Linked DNA regions of Danio rerio: region 2 is linked to region 1. Evidence: chromatin contacts called from public Hi-C data. All regions are on one chromosome and are shown on one strand. Each heading gives the region's core, a stretch centred on a gene start, on an enhancer-like site or on the middle of the called end of the contact. The rest is flanking DNA. Distances are from core to core; before and after follow the strand shown.

Region 1 (3,207 bases), core at 218-2,717:
AAAAAATAAATAAATAAAAAAAATAATCAAGTGTACAGTAATCATTACTTAACGGCATAATTTAATGTGTCAAAACAAGAAAACTCTCGTTGTATAAATTTTTTTATGACACGTTTAACATTGTTAAAAAGGCATATTTATTGTGGAGGCAATTACATAAATATTCAAAAATATATACAGCATTTGTTGGCTTTTGGTCCAAATTGATTGACTATAACTTCTATTCAACCTAAAGCATTTCTGCTATAAAACCTTAAGTTTCATGTCTATTTATAAATATTATGTTTACTCGCTTTTTTTGTAAATGTTTTTTGAATGAATGGTAGATTACATAAAGGGATAATGTGCTCTGACATTATCTGATTTTTTTAAGATGAATTGTTGGTGATTGGATGGATGTCGGCCCGATTGGGTAGCTTTACTTGAACAGAGGAAAATTAAGACCTGTTTAAAATTATTTAAGACATACAACACAGTATTTCAGTGAATTGAAGAGTTTTTAAGATTTATTACGACCCCACAGATAAAAGCTAGTAGATTATTTGTAATTGTTACTGAGTGAGTTAATATTCGGAAATAATATATTAGTAAAAAATATATAGATATAAGTACTGTTAGCGAATAAGCAAGCAAGCATGAAAAATTCTGGAAATCTGCAAACTAATAACAATTGTAAATGTATATACAGTTGAAGTCAGAATTATTATCTCCTTTAAATTTTTTAATTATCTATGTTTAACAGAGCAAGGACAATTTCACAGTATGTTTGATAATATTTCTTCTTCTAGAGAAAGTCTTATTTGTTTTATTTTGGCTGGAATAAAAGCAGTTTTTAAATTTTTGATTATTAAAAATTATTAGCTATTTTAAGCTATAAACTTTTTTGATAGTCTCCTGAACAAACCATCGTTATACAAATAACTTACCTAATTACCCCCTCCCACGTAGTTATCCGTATTAACCCAGTTAAGCCTTTAAATGTCACTTTAAGCAGTATAAGTGTTTCGAAAAATATCTAGTCAAATATTATATCTGTCATCATGGCAAAGATAAAAGAAATCAATTTTTAGAAATGAGTTATTAAAACTTTTATGTTAAGAAGTGTGTTTAAAAAAAATTCTGTTAAACAGAAATTGGGGAAAAAGTAAACAGGGAGGCTAATAATTCTGACTTCAACTATACAAACACACACACACACACACACACACACACACACACACACACACACACACACACACACACACACACACACACACTTGTAACAAAATGTTGTGGATAAATAAGAATACACCCACTAATGCATGAAATGGATAATTAGATTTGGTTGATACATTTTTACTTTTTATTTAGTCGTCTAACTTTTGTCATAAAGCTTAATAGAATATGACTGACTGTCTGAGTTGTTTGTGCCGTGTGTCTGCAGGACTCCAGCTACAATGGAATCGGGCCAGAAGCGCTGTGTGGGTCTGTGCTGAGATTTCATCTTCTTGGCTTTGGGAGCAGGGTCAGGATTACTGGCATCCAGCATGGGCTGCAGAATACGCCTGCGGGCATTGATAAACCTTCCAAAACACAGGAGAATGAGGAAAAAAGTACACGGATAAGAGCGGGATTTTTGTTAAAAGCCACAGAACGTGCACGTCATAAACACAGTGTGTGATTCTGGTGGTGGCCGTTAGATGGCGCCAGTTTGTTGTGGATCAAACACACTGGACAAACTAACGAGTCTCTTACCAGTTGTTCACCTGTAATAAGGTAAGGTTTGTTTGCGCTGCAATCTGTCTTTTCTCATCTTCTGTTGGATAAGGGTGCTGGAAAATGGAAAACAGAATGAATAAGTAAAATTCTGAGGTAAAATTAAGGGTAAAGATAACTCTAATATGAACAGTTTCCCATTCATTTACACTCCGTCAAACTGTTTATGAGAATTTTACTGTTTACTCATGTTCATTTTTCCATGAGTATAACATAAAAAAGAAAGCTGAAACCACTGATCCTTGGTAATGCAGCACTTTAAAAGTTATCATTATGTGGCACATAATGATACACTGACAATTTTACTGAAGCAAAAAGATCAACCTGTGTAAGAAACTGTGTAAAAAGATCCTTAAATGTCAGCAGCGAAATACTCTGATTGCTGAAATGAAATTAATTAAGCATGTTTTGTGTTTTTTTTAACAATTGCAGATTTGCTTTTCTCTGTTTTTGTTTATTTTAAAGCATACTGAATCTGTAACTGCAGTAATCAGTCAATAACTGAGCAAGCAAAATATCTGGCATAGCTTATTTGAAAAAATAACACCGTTTACAACATTATTACCCTTAATTAACAGTCCTAGTTGCATTTATGACAGGATGCAAACTCACACCAGAGCTGCTGCTGTTTGTCAGATAAAGAGGACATGTGTATTGTAATATTACTCAAAATGATACACTGTAAAACCCAACAGTTAAATTTATCAAATGAAATGAGTGCAGTTAACTCAAACTTTACTGAAAGTGAATTCTACTCATTTGAAAAGAGTTTTGAGTTCAGTGTTGAAGGTAATGAGTTAATTAAACACCTAATTACTTTAAATGGAGTAAGTTCACAGTACTCTAGATTTGTTTTTTAACTCAAATAGTTTGTAGCAATCGGTTTCCTCAGACGGTTTGAGTTGGCTTATTAGGTCTTACAGTACTCAGTTGGTTTGAGTTTTCTCAGATGGTTCGAGTTACCTTAAAGTTTTGAGTTTAACAGTGTACTTGTGCTGAAACTTATGTTAAAAACTATATAGGTCATCTTACATTCAAGTTTGGCTCTACAGTTATGTCATAACATTCGTAAGCTTGCTTGTTGAGCATGTGCAAAGGTACTAATGTTCTAAATATTGTTTAATTTCTAGCATAGATCATTCCGTAAGATCTCAATGTATCACCAGGGGTTACATGTATTCATGTTGTTTTGCCTGTGTGTGTTTTTGACCCTCAAAGTTCAGTTATAACCATTAACATGTATTAAAATAGTAGAATCAGTGTTATTAATGATTAGGGTATCTATAAGCTAGTGTGCTCCAAAAAAGTGACACAGTTTGTGTTTAGGAAATATTAAATTTATATAATCATGTTTTTAAGAGCTCTTATCTCAAAAGATCAAGGCAGTTACGGTTTGTTAGTTCATGACCCCTTTAATGGAAAACTCTATGTTTTATTATTTTTTGTTAATAT
Region 2 (3,207 bases), core at 460-2,959, 220 kb after region 1:
CAGCGGATGCCGTTTCAGCTGCAACCCAGAACTGGGAAACACCCATTCATCCACACACTCATACACTAAAGGCAATTTTGTTTACCCAATTCACCTACAGGGCATGTCTTTGGACTGTGAGAGAAACCGGAGCACGTGAAGGAAACCCACGCGAACACGGGGAGAACATGCAAACTCTACACAGAAATGCCAACAAGCCCAATCAGGACTCAAACCAGCAACCTTCTTGCTGTGAGGTGACAGTGCCACCACTGAGCCACCTAACTTGACTTTATGACTTTGAAATATCTGTAAAATAGCACTCGAACCATTTATTTTAAGACTGAAAGCTCCATCCTCCATTATTCAGTCTCCATTTGTGTCCTCAAATAGAAATAATATCATGCAGGTTTTGGCTGACATGATTGTGTGATTAAACGGCGGCAAAATATTCACTTTTGGCTCAAATGTGTTTAAGAGCAGCTGCAAAACATTCGCTGACGTTGATCTTTACTTAAGCAGAACAGTATTGTACAACCTGTGATATTTCCATGTCTCATTCTCAGGCTTACAGTTTTAAAAGTATTGGGAGGTTTGTGGAATTAAAGCCCGATCAGGTCAGGTCTGTTAACTCAGCATGTTTCTTCTGTTCCTCTGTGCTGAAACAGCAGGACTGGAGAGTGGAACACAAGACCAGACTGCATGAGACAAATTGCTTTCTCAGTCCCATTTGATTCAACCTCTGTGATGACTGGAACACATACTGCGCACGCCAAGAGGAACAAATTTATCCCTTTTTTTGCATTCGGCTTTGTGAATGATGAAAAATCTTTAAACATATGTGAACAAAAAAGAAGGAAAGAAAGAAAGGAAACGGCCTGTGTCACCCTTCATGCTGCTCAGTAATCAAATTCAACTCGGTTTCTGTTGTCTGATAATTGAAATGTTTAAGTGTGAAAATCGAAATGATCTCCACTCGGAGCGAAACATCTTCACTTCGACAAATGAGAACGTTCCAGTCGCATTACCGATTTGGTCCGCTCACCTCTCCTCTCCAAATAAAATAGAAATTGTGTTGAGAAAGTGTGAATCCCCCTCCTTCCACCAGACAAAAGCCATTCCTTTCATAGCCGACAAGCAGCCAGAGGCTTTGGAGAGGGTCAGTTTTGTTTGAAAACACTCCCTCTCTCATGCTTTTGAGAGAGTAGCTTGATGCAGAAATGAAGGGTGTCTACTTCCCCTTTTGTTCAACGGGCCAATAGCAGTCAGGCAATGCGTTTTCCGCCGTTTGATGTTTTAAAGAGCCAAAGAGTTTGTCACTCTGAAGGATTTGATCAGTCGACTCGCAGACACTTGATTAATGGAACTGATCCCTTTCGGTATGGGAGATCCCCTTCGGTCCCCTCCCCGTTCACTCGCGGGCCTTGTTTTCCGTCTTTGGGACGTGCAGAACGAATGACACAGATGTTGTTGGAGGAGACAGTCCCCATCCCTCTCCTCCTCTCCCGCACTCCCAGCATGGGGCCTGAAACTTGTTTTTCAATCATTGTTTCCGCCAACTTCTTTCCCAAAAGAGAAAAGCGAGGCGAGAAAGAGGAGGGAGAGAGCGGAGGGAGCGCTAAATAAAAGAGGGAGGGAAAGTAAATACAAAGCATTTGTGGAATATAAAGAAAAAACATTCTTTATAACAATCTCTCGATAATTTAGGACTGTGGGGAGAAGGGTGGACCACAGTTGGGATGGTGTAGCGGAGGGTGCAGGGCCAGAGGAGAGGAGATTTAGGCTGAAGATGCAGGTGTCTGCATGGATGTTGTGGGTGGCATGGCTGTGTACTTGCAGCAAGGCGGTGCGCCAGTGCGCGTGCCCACCTGATGAACAGGTGGCACAGAGGTCAGAGGGAAAAGGACACCTACGCCATCGTCTGATGCATCAGCGAGCATCACACAGAGACCGGGCCCATCGCAGGAAAGGTAAAACTAATGGCTTTTATTGGATTATTAAACTTAAGCATTATAATAAAATCATTTTCTTTCTCTCCAATTTCCTGACAAATGACAAAAAGTTAAATATTTTTATGTTGCTTTAACTTATTTTAATAAGGTAATCAGGATTAATTTTTTTGAGTTATACAAAGTTTAACTTCATATTTTTAGTCAGTTTGATTAAACTAACAAATTTAAGAGGGCAAGATTTATTTTTATACTATAGTTTAGATTTAGTGAATAATTTATTACTGCAACATTTATATTAGTTTTTATTTAAAAAAAAAAAAAAACAATATTTAGAAATCAATGGTAAATTTATTCAGAAATGAATGGTTTGAGCATCCGCTCGCTCTGCGTATCAGCATGGGGTCCACAGCATGAAATCAGAAAGACAGTGATAACTTGATAAACCCTTTTTTTCACTTCGTGATTTTCACTCGTGGTCACTGCTGATTTAATTTACATGTGAAAAATACAGTTGAAGTCAGAATTAGTAGCCCCCTGTTTATTTTTTCCCCAATTTTTATTTAACAGATTTTTTTCAACACATTTCTAAACAGTTTTGTAACTCATCTCTAATAACTGATTTATTTAATCTTTGCCATGATGACATACATCATATTTGACTAGATATTTTTCAAGACACTTATATAAAGCTTAAATTGACATTTAAAGGCTTAGCTAGGTTAATTAGGTTAACTAGGCAGAATAGGGTAATTAGGCAAAAAATATAGCTTAAAGGAGCTAATAAATTTGACCTTAAAATGGTTTTTAAAAATTTTAAAACTGTTTTTATTCTAGCCAAAATAAAACAAATAAGACTTTCTCCAGAAGAAAAAATATTATCAGACATACTGTGAAAAATTCCCTGCTCTGTTAAACATCATTTGGGAAATATTTAAAAAACAAAATGCAAAAGGGGTTAATAATTCTGACTTCAACTGTATATTAAGTGAGTGTGACGGTACCATAGTGTGTTGCATTTATATGCTTACTTGAAGTCTCACTGTTTAAAAAAAATAAATAAATAAAAAATGTTATATTTATGATGTTATTCCCTTTTGCTGCATGGTTATCAATTAACTTACTGAATGACTTCTTGAATTTTGAATCCTTTTCTTGGTTATTTATGTTTAATTATGTGTAAAAGAAAATTCACTCACCTGAATTAAACAATACCTATGTTTTTTATATTATAACTTCATACAAAAGTTGAATAAATCATCAAATAATATACAGTGAT

What was found. Hi-C and Micro-C count contacts between places; a contact is called where the count stands out from the background.
Region 2: a Hi-C map of embryo shows a contact between it and region 1, with 2.7 times the contacts expected there. The contact joins the promoter of robo4 here to the enhancer-like site in region 1. A contact is called at or near these places in 5 of 18 Hi-C or Micro-C datasets (caudal fin, embryo, hematopoietic stem cells and 1 more) and 1 of 4 datasets of contacts at active chromatin or transcription factors (caudal fin).

What each region holds. Positions count from the first base shown.
Region 1 is chr10:36,014,029-36,017,235 of GRCz12tu, forward strand. It overlaps pknox2 (pbx/knotted 1 homeobox 2), which reads right to left. Exons shown (of 11, transcript NM_153654.2): 9 at 1,735-1,811; 10 at 1,393-1,562. Among named protein-coding and RNA genes, the nearest start is that of pknox2, 150 kb to the right of the region's middle. Within about 2 kb of position 1,468, at least 3 of the 62 cell types and tissues checked have an H3K27ac peak or open chromatin away from gene starts, as enhancers often do.
Region 2 is chr10:36,235,784-36,238,990 of GRCz12tu, forward strand. It overlaps robo4 (roundabout, axon guidance receptor, homolog 4 (Drosophila)), which reads left to right and starts at 1,710. Exons shown (of 19, transcript XM_684163.10): 1 at 1,710-1,949. The coding sequence starts at 1,769. It overlaps LOC141376413 (a long non-coding RNA gene), which reads right to left. Exons shown (of 4, transcript XR_012386437.1): 3 at 250-1,597.